Linked DNA regions of Sus scrofa: region 2 is linked to region 1. Evidence: chromatin contacts called from public Hi-C data. All regions are on one chromosome and are shown on one strand. Each heading gives the region's core, a stretch centred on a gene start, on an enhancer-like site or on the middle of the called end of the contact. The rest is flanking DNA. Distances are from core to core; before and after follow the strand shown.

What was found. A called contact is a pair of places that touch in the nucleus more often than the background predicts.
Region 2: a contact with region 1 is called in a Hi-C map of liver, with 3 times the contacts expected there. The contact joins the promoter of RRM2 here to the promoter of PDIA6 in region 1. A contact is called at or near these places in 1 of 5 promoter capture datasets (liver) and 1 of 47 Hi-C or Micro-C datasets (liver).

The regions. Positions count from the first base shown.
Region 1 is chr3:125,749,603-125,756,552 of Sscrofa11.1, reverse strand. PDIA6 (protein disulfide isomerase family A member 6) reads right to left here and starts at 4,474. Exons shown (of 13, transcript NM_001195119.1): 1 at 4,456-4,474. The coding sequence starts at 4,474.
Region 2 is chr3:126,362,861-126,369,810 of Sscrofa11.1, reverse strand. RRM2 (ribonucleoside-diphosphate reductase subunit M2) reads left to right here and starts at 2,666. Exons shown (of 11, transcript XM_021087850.1): 1 at 2,666-2,869; 2 at 4,658-4,796; 3 at 4,889-4,963; 4 at 5,317-5,460; 5 at 5,723-5,839; 6 at 6,346-6,479. The coding sequence starts at 4,698.

The DNA of each region.
Region 1 (6,950 bases), core at 3,225-5,724:
CGTTTCTCGAGCTGCACTGGAACAGATTTAAATCCTGATCTTAGCCCTTGTCCTACACCAACACCGCCACCCGGAACCACCACCCTCTGAGGCAGTACTAGTGTCGCCATTTGATGGTCAAGGGCAGTGAAAAATAGGGAGGTTACAGCTCGTGGACGCTACGACCTCAGATAATCCACACGGTATTTCTGGCGTTATTCAGTTCCATTGTTCGCATGCTGTCTTTATTAGAGCTTTTGTGATGGGAAACATAATTATTGGCCTCCCCTACCAGACTGTGACTCTCTCAAGGTTTTATAAAAACTTTTATTCCTGCCAACACGCCCCATGGCCTAGGAGCAGGCTCGGAGTTGCTGGTTGAGCTCCAAGGAATGTTCACATATACAGTGTTACAAAGGGGAGGCGAGAGAAGCTACTGTTCATAGGAGAATCGAGCCACTCTGTGGACCAAGTGTAATTTTGTTGGCTACTCTGGGAACGTAAAAGTAGTTTATAATAATTACATAGAAAAATAAGTTCTGAACTAATATGTAAAAAACCTAAGTTTTTTGAATTGGTAATATTATCAAAATTTCACCCCCTCACATATACCTACACACACACACAGAAATTATATGTTATATCTATGTACACACATAAAATTTCTTGGTATTTTCTAATCGCATTGGCTTATACCTCTAAAATAATACCAAAAAGCAAAATGTTTTGACTTCAGCAGGTATGGTTCCCCATTTCCCAGCTTCTGGGTTGAAATAAACTTTACGTTAAAGAAATTTCTATTACTTTCGTTTCAGCCTCTATGAAGAGAATCATGTGTCCTTCCTTTCATCTCTTGAGGTTACAAATTTTAAGTTAACACGGTAACTTTTCAAACAGGATTGCTACTCGGCAGGAGATAGCAAAAGCACACGCAGGGGAGGGGAAGGTTTCTTTTTCAGGATGGGCGTGTGTGTGGGTGTGCATGTGGGCGTGCACGTGGGCGTGCGCAGAGGGAATCGGTGCGATGGGAGGGGCTGGGGGACAGGGACTAGGGGAACAAAACGCCTGCATCGGGGAGAAGAGGGAACCCCGAATCAGGGAGGGGGGCCTGCAGCTGCGTGACCTCCTCTTCCGTTTCAAGAGGTGGGACACAGTGAACGTGGCCGGAGGTCAAGCCGACCACCGCCAGGCTCCCTCGAGGCTCCCTCAACGCCGGCTGTCGGAGGAGCAGCCGCCAGCTGCCCGGGCCCCAAAAGGCGGCGAGCTCTGGGCGTAAAACACACACTGACCCTCAGAGAGGAAAACCGGGCACGATCTCATCGATATTTCTGATATACCGGATACATAGATGTCTACAAAATGAATCTCACCTATTTCTTTCTGCCTTTTTAAATGTGAAAACTTTAGAAAACTTTAAATCACGTATCAGCTGGAATTACACGTCCATCGGCTGGTGCTGCTCAAGCATCCTTCCGTTGCCACAGGTACGATTAAGTAGAGCCGGACATCATTTAACCAAGCGAGTCAATCAAGACTCTGAGCAAAGACAGGCCTAATTCTGAGAAGCTTGGAAGGCTGGTCTTAGAAAATCCTCTATGGAGTTTCTACCACTACTTGTAAAGACATTTATCTTAAACAAAACAAAACCAAAAACTCTATGAATTGATACTTGTTCAATATACTGCACTCCTTGGGAAATTTTCAAAAACTAGGGGGAAAAAAGGCCAAGCTATCAACAGTCCCACTAGAATGAACGACTGGTACGCTGGTGGGTCTTCTTACTGACCTCTCTCTGTACCACGCGGAGCTCTAAACTCTGTGTAAATAAACGGGACCTCACTGGACATCCTGACACTCGCTTCCGAATCCTTTCTTCACTCATAAGAAGTTACGGATTCTACCTAAGTAACTACGGTATCGAGTCCCCCCACGTAACCATTTGCAATGGCGGTATCACGTTGCCAATCCGCTCCTGACATAATTTGATGGTTTCCAATTCTGCATTATTACCAGGCCAATGCTAAAAATTCCAATACTTTTCCCCTCCTCAAATAAATATGATTTCCTTAAGAGAAACTCTCGCAAGGGGGACTGGGGTACGGCTGACATTTTGCTATCTGTCTGTGTATCCAACGACCCTCCCGAAACTGCCACCCTAGCTCAGCCTAACACTTAGATGACTAGGTACCACTTAGTCACTCACGCTAAGGGGTCTGCGTCCCCTTGCCCACCTTAGCCCGGGAAACGGAGACAGTGAACGGGTCATTGGCCTAAGGCCACACAGTCAGAAAGTACATGGTTATTCAACCCCACATTTTAACCAAAGGACCGGAGCTCGCAGGAGTGCACCCCAAGGACAGGCACCCGCAGACGGCGGCGTGTCCTCTCCCCTTCAGACTTTCAAGCAGGCTGGAGTCATCAAAGGACAGGGCGGGACTTTCTACCTCAGGAACGTACTTCCTTCCCATTCAGATGGTCCTGACTGCTGACACTCAGTATAACACGGACAGGAGCCCCCGGGAGCCCCCCCGCAATGGCGCTGGACTTTTGTTACTCATCTTTAAAGTGGCCTGCTTCCCACAAGCACCTCCCCTGCTTAGGAATGGCTATCCATGGAAATGTCTTGATAATAAAGGTTCAAGACCTAATTCCCTTAAAGGGCAGTAAGATGTGGCAGGGTTAGAAGGAAATCAAATATGATGCTCAGAAAAGCACTAAAAGGTGTACAAACTCCAGCGTTCCCGTTGTGGCGCAGCAGAAACGAATCTGACTAGTAACCACAAGATTTCAAGCTCGATCCCTGGCCTTGCTCGGTGGGTTAAGGATCCGCCGTTGCTGTGGCTGTGGCGTAGGTCAGCAGCTGTAGCTCTGATTGGACCCCTAGCCTGGGAACCTCCAATATGCCGCAAGTGCGGCCCTAAAAACCAAAAAAAAGAAAAAAAAGGATGTACAAATTCTGACTGCATAATAGTCGGTAATTACCCTCTTCAAAAACCCCTCAAGAAAACAAAAAACCCTGAGCCCACTTAAGATGCTAAAGTAGGTTAATGCTGACCAGTAATGTTCTCTTTCTAAATTTCACATGGTCCTTCCACTCACTGATAATGAGCACAAATGGAACATTCGAGTGTCTGGAGTCTATGCGAGCAGATGGTTTTGCCATCTGTGGCCTCCCGTTATTCCTCCACTGCGGATAAGGATGCTATAAATCCGCGTCAGTAACATTTCTGTCCCACACCTGTTAGCAAGACTACATGTCTCAAAGCAGGAATCTAGAAACCAAGAGGACTCCCCCAAAGGCTGATTACATGTATTAAAATAATGAGCTAACTGAATGAATCACAGAGTCATTTGGAGACTTGTCTGAATTCACTTGCAGGCAACCAAAGAGAAGTAAGTTCCTTCTCCCTCCTCTATTCTTTCTGCACTAATACAGCAAATATTTCCATCTTTTTTTAACTCTCTTTGGACATATACAATCTCACTGATCCTGAGAACAACTCTGTGGAGTACTAGCCCGGAGCAGTTAAGTAACTGGCTCCCACTCACACAACTCGTAGATTCGGGGACGGAGGCCTGGGACTCAAACCTTGCTCAAACCGTGGGTCCAGAGTATTCACACAACCACCGTCAGAGCGCCTTGCCTGAGCCCAGGGAGAGCCCTGAGACGGGACGGATCCACAACCCCACTCACTGCGGTCTCTAAGACATTTACTAAGTCAGGAAAGTCGGCCTTGAATTTAGTTTTTAAAAGTTCAATCACATTTCAAGTGCTCTTGCATCCTAAGACCCGCTTTAGGGAGGTACTAGTCCCTTTTTAATGAAACTATCCGGACAAGGTTTATGATGGTTCAATTTTTGGGGGGAGAGGGGAGTGAGAATTCCATAAAACAGGTGGTGAGGACAAGACCCTCCCGGTACACGCTCGAGGCCCAGAACCCGCCCAAACTCAATATCCGCCAGGGATCAGCCAGAGCTGGTCCCAGCGGCTCAAACGCAGCTCCGGGCCTTAGCTCACGCCCCGGCCTCCAGTCGCCGCCCCTTCACCGGAGCCCGGCACCGGGCACTCGTACCCGGGAGCGGGGCTGTCCCGGCGCCCTGGGTTCGAGCCCAGCCCCAGGGCTCCTCCTCCCCGCCGCGCTCGCGCACACGCTCCCGCCGGGTGGGATACGGCCGCCCCCAAGGGCGCCCTCACCTCCGCACGCGCCCTGCTCGTCTGCCCTAGATCCCGCTCGGGGGGGCTCCGGCCCAGGGCAGCCGGCGCCCCCGCTCCCCCACCCCCACCCCAAGGCCGCGGAGCTCCCTTACCGCCCCGCGGCTTCCCCTACTGCGTCCCCCGCGTGGGCCGGGCCCGCGATCCCCCACTTCTGCGCGGGCCGGATCGAGGCCACGCGCCCGCCCGCTCCCCGGGTCACGGCCCGCCGTGGGGGTTCCGAGCTCTCCCGCTGCCCCCTGGACGGGGGAGCCCGCGCTTACCGAGGACCAGGCGAGCCATGCCGAGCACCTCCGCCGTCGTGCAGTCCAGCCACCACCTCACTTCTGCCGCGCCGCGCCCCCGCCGCCCCGCGTCCCGCCCTCGGCCCTCAAGGCAGCCGCTGGGCGGTGCGGCGGGGGCGGGCCGGAAGACGCTCGCCAAGCCGTGGCCGCGGCTTATTGGTCCCGGCAGACTTCGCTCATTTGCATGGCCAATGAGAGGCGGCCGGGTAGAGGTTACGCGTTTGGGTTTGGCGGGGGCGGGGCGAGCGGCGGAAGGAGGGACTTGCTTGGGGGCGGGGTTGGCCAGCCGCTCCTTCTCCCTCTCGCTCGCCGCTCCTGGGCTTGCTGTACTTTTCTGACTACAGTGATTGTTTTCTCTCTCCGATCCTTGGGACTCTCTCTTTCCTCGCTTGACTCTAACGAGCCCTTTTCCAGCCCTCACTCGCCCCTTGCTTCCCTCCACTCCCCACCCCTTACCGTCTTTGTCCACAGGGAGGATAAGTTTCTTGGGGCCCGCGATGCATCTACGACCTTATTAAAATGACATATTAATTTTCCTCGTGCCCGGACAAGTATTCAGTCATAAGGCACCTACAAAGCACATACTGTATATAACACAATTCAACAAGTATTTTGGCGAATTACTTTAAAAGTTCCGCTAACCAAGGCCCAGGACTGCTTAGCTTTTCAGAGGGGCCCTCATTCTCAGTAGAAACCCCGTGGGGCTTAAGCTTCAGGACTTCTCTCTTGTGCGGTTTACTTCTCCTCCCCAAGGGGCCCTAGCAGTGAGTTCAAATGGCCATGTGTTTTGTAAAATTTGCAAAAGTGAAATATTTTAAGCGTAACAGGCTCAGATGGCAGTATCTTTCCGCTCTGATTTCCTCTTTTCTGTTTAGAATGGACTCAAGCATTTTGGGTTTTGTATTACCAATGGTTTATTTCTCCGTAGTGCTTAATGCACAGAGTAGCTCAGATTCCCGCCAAAGCGTTTATGGGCACCCCGAGGTCCGGGAATGGTGAAGGCATATAGGGCTTCCTGGAAGAAGGGGCACTAGAGCTGAGTCTGGAAGATGTGCCAGGCAAACAGGAGAAAGTCCATTCTGGACACAGGGAGCAAGGGGAGTGAGGAGGGCACAGGAGAGGGAACTGAGGCCATGAAGAGGAAGCTGGCAGCAGGTGCTAGATGATGGGGTGGTGCTGAGGGCTGTGTGACATGGTGGGACATTAAGATCAGACGTAGACTGAGCCATGTAGATGTCTGATTTTTGATTCTGTAAGATTTCTTGGGGTTTATTGATGCTGTTGTAAACTCTTGATGATCAGGGTAAATTTTTAGGGACAACCCTAAAATCTCAGTGGCTTATTCTGTAATCGCTTTGTTCCCACTCTCATTGGGGAGCAGCTTTCCATGTGGTGACACAGGGACCCTGGGGCCTCCCATCTTACAAAGCCACCATCCTCTAAAACATGCACTTTCAACATGGGAAATATTGCTTCCAAGGTTCTTGGGGCAGAAAAATGCAAAAATCTTAGATGTTACAAGGGCCTAACTACATAAACAGATATACACTGTATCTGTGTTTTTCAAATTTCAGGGAGAGAAGAAACGTCTAAAAGTCTCCTTAGAGGGGTGATAATAAAAAACAAATCTGACAAGCATTGTCCTAGAACAGAGCTGTCCAGTGGAAATATAACCTGAGCTGTGACCACACATGGAATTTAAAAATTTCCAGTAGCCACATTAAAAAAGTAAAGAGATTAATTTTAATAATATAGTTTACTCCCAGATACCCAAACATTATCACTTCCTCATGTAATCATGTTAAAAATGATTAATGATGGAGTTCCCGTTGTGGCTCAGCGGTAACAAACCCCACTAGTATCCATGAGAATGTGGGTCTGATCCCTAGCCTCGCTCAGTGGGTTATAGATCTGGCATTGTGGTGGGCTGCAGTGTAGGTCACAGACAGAGCTCCAATCCTGTGTGGCTGTGGTGTAGGCGGGCAGCTGTAGCTCTGATTGAACCCCTAGCCTGGGAACTTCCATATGCCGCAGGTGGGGCCCTAAAATAAAAATAAAATTAAAAAAAAGAACCAAAAAAAAGATTAATGAGCTATTTATATTCCTTTTTTTCATACCAAGTCTTTGAAACTCAGCATACATTTTATGCTTACAGCATGGCTAAAATTAGGTTGGCCATATATCTATTTTTTCTTTTTGGCTGCCCCACTGCATATGGGGTTCCTGGGCCGGGGATCAGATCTGAGCTGCACGTGTGACCTATACCGCAGCTGTGGCAACGCCGGATTATTTAACCCACTGTTTCGGGCCAGGGATCAAACCTGCGTCCAGGTGTTGCAGAGATGCTGAAGCTCCTATTGTGTCACAGCGGAACGCCACACTGGCCACATTTCAAGTGACATGTACCTTGCGCAATGCGGGAGGCAGGTCAGTAAAAAGCGACCGGGAAGGCATATATTGAAAGTGCTCTGGGA
Region 2 (6,950 bases), core at 1,417-3,916, 620 kb before region 1:
GAATGAGGAGTTCCCATTGTAGCTCAGTGGTAACAAACCTGACTAGTATCCATGAGGATGCGGGTTCTATCCCTGGCCCCAATCAGTGGGTTAGGATCCAGCATCGCGGTAAGTGGCAGTGTAGTTCACAGATGCTGCTCGGATCCCGAGTTGCTGTGGCTGCAGTATAAGACCGCAGCTGCAGCTCCGATTCAACCCCTAGCCTGGGAACTTCCATATGCCGTGGAATGCAGCCCTAAAAAAAAAAAAAAAAGAATGAAATTCTGACACCAGGTACAACATGGATGAATGTTGAAAACTTTACACCAACTGAAAAAAAAGCTGGACACAAAAGAACAGATACTGTAAGACTGCACTTGCATGAGGTACTTATATTCATATAGACAGGAAGCAGAATGGTGGTCATGAGATTGATGGGAGGGCGTAATGGGGAGTTAGGGTTTCATGGGGACAGTTTCAGTTTAGGATAAAAAGTTCTGGAGATGATGGTGGTGATGTTTGCATAACACTGTCACTGTGCTTAATGCCACTGAAGGGCACACTTGAAAAATGGTTCAAATGGGAGTTCCCGTCGTGGCGCAGTGGTTAACAAATCTGACTAGGAACCATGAGGTTGCGGGTTCAGTCCCTGCCCTTGCTCAGTGTGTTAAGGATCCAGCATTGCCGTGAGCTGTGGTGTAGGTTGCAGACATGGCTCGGATCCTGTGTTGCTGTGGCTCTGGCGTAGGCCGGAGGCTACAGCTCCAATTTGACCCCTAGCCTGGGAACCTCCATATGCTTCGGGAGCGGCCCAAGAAACAGCAAAAAGACAAAAAAAAAAAAGGTTCAAATGGTAAATTTTAGCTTATGTATTTTTTTTAGCTTATGTATATTTTAACCACATGCAAAAAATATAAGCCCAATGTAATAAAACCTTTAGATCCAACTTCTAGTTTACAGTAAATACAGTGATCAGAAAGACAAGTTAAATGACACTCTGAAGACACATCAGGCAAATGTAGAACGTGAGACAGTCCACAAGAAAAGTGGCCTGAACATCACACAGCCAATATCATGGGCTAAAAACAAAGTACGGTTGTTCAAATTCAAGAGACTAATGGAGTTCCCGTTGTGGCTCAGTGGTAAGGAACCCAACTAGTGTCCATGAGGATGCAGGTTCGGTCCCTGGCCTCGCTCAGTGGGTTAAGGATCTGGTGTTACTGTGAGCTGTGGTATAGGTCGTAGATGTGGCTCAGATCCCGTGTTGCTGTGGCTGTGGTGTAGACTGGCAGCTGCAGCTCTGATTTGAACCCTAGCCTGGGAACTTCCATATGCCTTGAATACAGCCCTAAAAAGCAAAAAACAAAAACAAAAACAAAAAAGCGACAGACGGGGGGGGGGGCCTAAGAACAACTATACAAACAACCACTGTCTTGATGCCACTGCATGTAACTGACTTTGTTGTCACGTCCACCACTCTGCAGATTAAAAAAAAAAAAAAAATCAAAGAACAAAAAATAAAGCTCATTTGATATGATTTTAAAGAGACTAAAAAGATACAGTGGACAAATGTAATGCATGTGCTAAACAGGATCCTGAATAAAAAGTGAATGAATTAAAAGACACATTTGAAACGACTGGGGAAAATTTGCTTATGGACTAGAAGCTATTAGGTGATGTTAGAGAATTAATGCTGGTTTTCTTAGGTCTGAATATGATGTTGTGGTTACGTTAGTGGATGTTTTTATTTTTAAGAGTTATATGCCGCAACATGCTGAAATATCTGGGGATGAAGTGTCCTTTCTACAACCCACTTTCAAATGATCCAGAAAAAACTAAAGCCTCCCACGTCCAGAAAGAGAAAGCAATAAGGCAAAATGGAAACAACCACTGAATCCCAGGTGGTGGGTGAAGACTGTAGGATTCTTTTGTTTTTCTGTTTGTTGAAAACTTTATTTATTTATTTTTTTGCTTTTGCTTTTTAGGGTTGCACCTGTAGCATATGGAGTTTCCCCGGCTAGGGGTCAAATCAGATCTCCAGCTGCTGGCCTGCCCCACAGACACAGCAATGCCAGACCCCAGCGGTGTCTGTGATCTACACGGCAACGCTGGATCCTTAACGCATTGAGCAAGGTCAGGGATGGAACCCACATCCTCATGGATACTAGTCGTTACTGCTGAGTCACAAGGGGAACTCCGAAAACATTATTAACAAAAATTGGGAGAGGAAAGTTCTAGCTGGGCAGTTTTAGGAACCGTATAACCTTGGACATTCTCCTTGCCTCTCAGACCTTGATCTCAAGAGAACCTCACACTGTCCTTTGCATTTTAAGTGTTAATCACGTGGTCCAGGGGCCCAGGGGCTGTGGAGTTACCGACGTCAGTGTCATTACCAGCGCGGTGTCCCGTATATAGGTGATGAGTGCTGGGGTAGGGTGAGGCGCCTCTTAAGAGGCCACCAAACCCGCCCGCCCTAGATGCTAAAAGTACAACTTCTCCCCGCGCGACCGCAGGACCGGAAGCGGGGGCGGGGCTTACGGTGGCCTGGCGTGGGATCCCGAAGGCTCGAATGAGCGCCTCCTCTCGGAGGTTGGGGGCGGAGTCTCTGTCCTACTGGCCAATCGTGGAGCAGCTGTCAAACAGGCGCAGAGGGAAGCCAGGAAGATTCCTGGTCAGATTCCAGCGCCCGGCCCTAGGCAGCAGCGGAGGGCGCTCTCTCTTCCGGGGAATGGGCCGCCACGTCCCGCCCGGCCTTTTCCTCTCCGGGACCCAGGCGAGAGAGGAGGCCCTGCCTACCAGAAGCCAGGCCCCGCTGCCTCCTCCCGGCTTGACCTCCCCGCAGAGTCACGTAGCCTTCTGCCCCTGCTTCCTCCTTTGTAAAGCGAGAGCGGTAAAAACCCGACCTGGGGGGGAGGGGATGGGACCTCCCAAATGACTCAGAGGTGGGAGGAGGTGAAGGAGAGGATGGCGACTTTTCCCCCTGCCTCGTGGCAGTTCAACCGAAAAAGAAGTCACGGTTTCTGGCTAGTTCACCGAGTTATACTTTATGGTTCCTGTACACACGGAATATAACAGGAGCTAAAAAGCACATGGTGCCTGGAACAGCAACCCAAAGGAGGACTTCAGGTATTAATTACCCGACATTGAGGATTAGAGAAGGACAGAGAATCACTGATAATTGCGATCGTTTTATGGTGGCTGATAAAACCATCACACCTCTATCAATAAAAATATCCATTTTCTGAAAGTGCATGCTGAAGTAAGGGGAAATCGACAATGTCTGTGAGCTGCTTTAAAACAGATAGACCAGAGTCTTAGTTGTTTTGTCTAAGAGATGCGAAGCTCTTTTTTTTTGCTTTTTAGGGCCGTACCCGTGGCATATGGAGGGTCCCAGGCCAGGGGTCTAATTGGAGCTGCTGCAGCTGCCGGCCGACACCACAGCCACAGCAACGCAGGATCCAAGCCACGTCTGGGGACCTACACCACAGCTCATCGCAGCGCCAGATCCTTACCCTACTGAGCGAGGCCAGGGATCGAACCCGTGTCCTTATGGATACTAGTCGGGTTCGTTACCAGGGAGCCACGATGGGAACTCCTTAACACTGCTTCCTCTGCAATCATTTCTTGAATTTTGCCACATTCAGGGCAAAATCTATGGCAAATCTGAAAGATCATGTACAAAGTAAAATGGACACTTTTACTTAGTTCGAATCCCCCCCTCCCCCATGGAGGTTTTCAACCCCCTCTCCAGGATCTTGGATGCCCAATAAGCAGTACATGAATTTCTAGTTCTTCAAGCACACACTGGACTCTTTCCCAGGAGGTTTTGCTTAGTTTGCCATTTTTAAAACAATATTGACACAGAGGACAGTGGTCTGAAAGCAGACACGATTTCAGCGGGAAACTGCACCAAAGGCCCTTCCTGTTAATGTGAAGGTTTCCAAAGAGCTTCCCATTTTACATGAATGGTCTCACTTAATCCTCTCATTTTCTTAGGAATCCCACAGGTTAGGTAGAGCTACCAGCGCACCAATTCTTTAAGTCGGGTGACCTGTCCTAGTGACACAGCAACTGCACCCCGGGACTCTGAAGCCAGCGGCCCTAAATGCTAGGCGCCACGGTCCCCGCTGAGCACCCCACACCTCAGGGACCTTGTACCCCTCCCCCAAGTACACGTATGTAAATCGTCGCAGCCATGGCGCTTCCCTCGCTGCCGGGGCCGTTTTACTGGCCTTTGCACCAACCTCATTTGCAAAACCTCTCGCCCAGAACCGCGAAACCGGTCCGAGAGACGTTTTCGGAGAGGTGGGGCTCTGTGGGGTGGGGTGTCAGCTCCCGCTCTCCGGCGCCTGGCGGGCTCCAATCGCGTTGTTTCATTCAATCCCAAACCGTCCGGCCCCAGCGAGTGCCCGCGCGCGCCAGGCCACCGAGACGCGCAGGGGCTGCAGCCTTTGTCCAGTGGGGCCCTCGGGGAGCCGGGCAGTGGCTCCCCCTGCCCACCCGGCGGCCCCCGGAGGCCTGGGAGGGGTCGGTCCCGAGGGTCCCCGGCGGGCAGGGGCGGCCTGAGATCCCGCGCGGCGCTTGAATCGCGAGGGGCGTGGCCAGCGGCGGCTCCGCCCAATGAGCGCTCAGGATGCTTTAAATTCCCCTGCGGGCCGGGCTGGGGCTCGCATCCCAGGACCTGCGCCTTCGCCTCACCTGCCCCTCCGCGCGTCGCCATGCTCTCCGTCCGCGTCCCTCTCGCCACCATCGCCGACCCGCAGCAGCTCCAGCTCTCGCCCCTGAAAGGGCTCAGCCTGGCGGACAAGGAGAACACTGTGAGCGCGCGGGCGCGGGGGCCGGGGGTCGGGACGGGGCGGTGGGGTCCTGTGGGACGCGGGCGGGCCCCTCACCACGCGTCTCCCTGCAGCCCCCGACCCTCAGCGGGACCCGCGTGCTGGCCAGCAAGACCGCCAGGAGGATCTTCCAGGAGCCCGCCGAGCCGGTGCGTAGGCGAACGGGGGGCGCCCGGAGAGGGGGCGCTGCAGGAAGGCGGAGCCGGGAGGAGCCTGCGCTTGGCGCCAAAGCCTCATTGTCTCCTTTCAAAGCCTGCCCCCACCCACCCGGGCCCGCTCTCCTTTCCCGCCAAGTCTCTTCCCGATCATTCACCCAGGGGGGGCATGGCCTATTTCCCCACATATAGTCCTGCTGTTTCGTGTATAGGCCACATACCTGACAGCGACCCTAGATTCAACCCCATGAAATTCCCGATCATTGGGTGTACGTGACCTGACTGGAAAAATGACAATTTCATCGTCTGCCCGCTCCTTAATGTTTTCACTGCTTTCCCCCCGACAGAACCCTAAGCTCTCGGCCCCCAGCGTGGAGGACGAGCCGCTCCTGAGAGAAAACCCCCGGCGCTTTGTCATCTTTCCTATAGAATACCATGACATCTGGCAGATGTATAAGAAGGCAGAGGCTTCCTTCTGGACAGCTGAGGAGGTAACTCCGTCCAGAACCCGGGAGACTTAAAGGAGTGCCCCTTACTCTAGGGGAAGACCCCTGCCCAGAGGCGGTTAGACTAGGCTGGTCTGAAAGAGGCTTGGCTTGGCTTTGCCTCTTGTTCCCAGTGGGGCCCACTGCGGGTGTCCTCCCTGGTGAGGGCTATACACTCACCAAGAGATGCTAACAGGCTGGAAGTGTAAGAGTTGTGCATGTGTCACGTCCAGCCCTCTTGAACCCCCTGTGAATGTCTCGACCTCAGGTGGACCTCTCCAAGGACATTCAGCACTGGGAGACCCTGAAGCCGGAGGAGAGATATTTTATTTCACATGTCCTGGCTTTCTTCGCAGCAAGTGATGGCATCGTGAATGAAAACTTGGTGAGTCATTGTCGTGTCCATTTCCACCCCAGCCCTGCCGCCCTCAAAAGTCACTTCAAGACTTGAGAGAGGACAAATTGACAAAGTATCTTTCCTCATCTTTTAAATTTTTCCCATACTGCATGTATATATATCTGGAAGCTAGTATATCTGTTACATGGCATTTCTTGTTCTATAATATATACTTGGCTTATTTCTTCCTGATGGTATTTCCCCCCCCCAATTATGTAGAGAAGCTCAATGACAATGGTAAGCAGTAGTCATAGGTATACCACTCTTGCAGCTATTGGCTCTCCTTTTTGGGGCTTTGCTGTTTTAATAATTTGGTTGCCTATGTCTTGTTGAGTGGATCCTTCTTGCAATGAATTCAAAAAGAATGATCTGCTCTTTTTATGTATAGAAACAAACCTTATAATGGTACAAAAGAGTGGCTGTGAGGCCACCAGGGTTCCTTGAGTTGCTGCTGGTTGGTTTCCCTTGAGCTGAATTTTGCGTTTCACCACTAGGTGGAGCGGTTTAGCCAAGAAGTTCAGATTACCGAAGCTCGTTGTTTCTATGGCTTCCAAATTGCCATGGAAAACATACATTCTGAAATGTATAGCCTCCTCATCGACACTTACATCAAAGATTCCAAAGAAAGGTGAGTATTTGGGGGATAGATCATCATGTTCAGGACTTTCTGGGTGTTACTTTTTGAAATCAGGCAGGCATGGGAAAATGACTCTAAAATGACCAAGTCCAGGAAATTGCTAGCACCTATGGTGATGTCTGCTCTGAAGAAGAGGGTAAATTCACTTTATTAGCCATCATTTAAAAACAAAGATTACTCTATTGTGAGTGCTGGAAGTGTACTCTTGAATGTCCAATCAGTGCCTTCTGGGAGAAAAGGAAAAAAAAATCCCTGTTGACCACAAGCAAAAAACCTAGGTCTGGGAGCTCCCTTGTGGCACAGCGTATTAAGGATGGGACGTTGCCACTGCAGTGGTTTGGGTTGCTGTTGTGGCGCAAGTTCAATCCCTGGTCCGGGAACGTCCACTGCCATGGGTGTGGACCCCATCCCCCCCAAAAAAGGTGGGGTGAAAAAACCCATCTAGGTCTGAGTGTTTTTAGG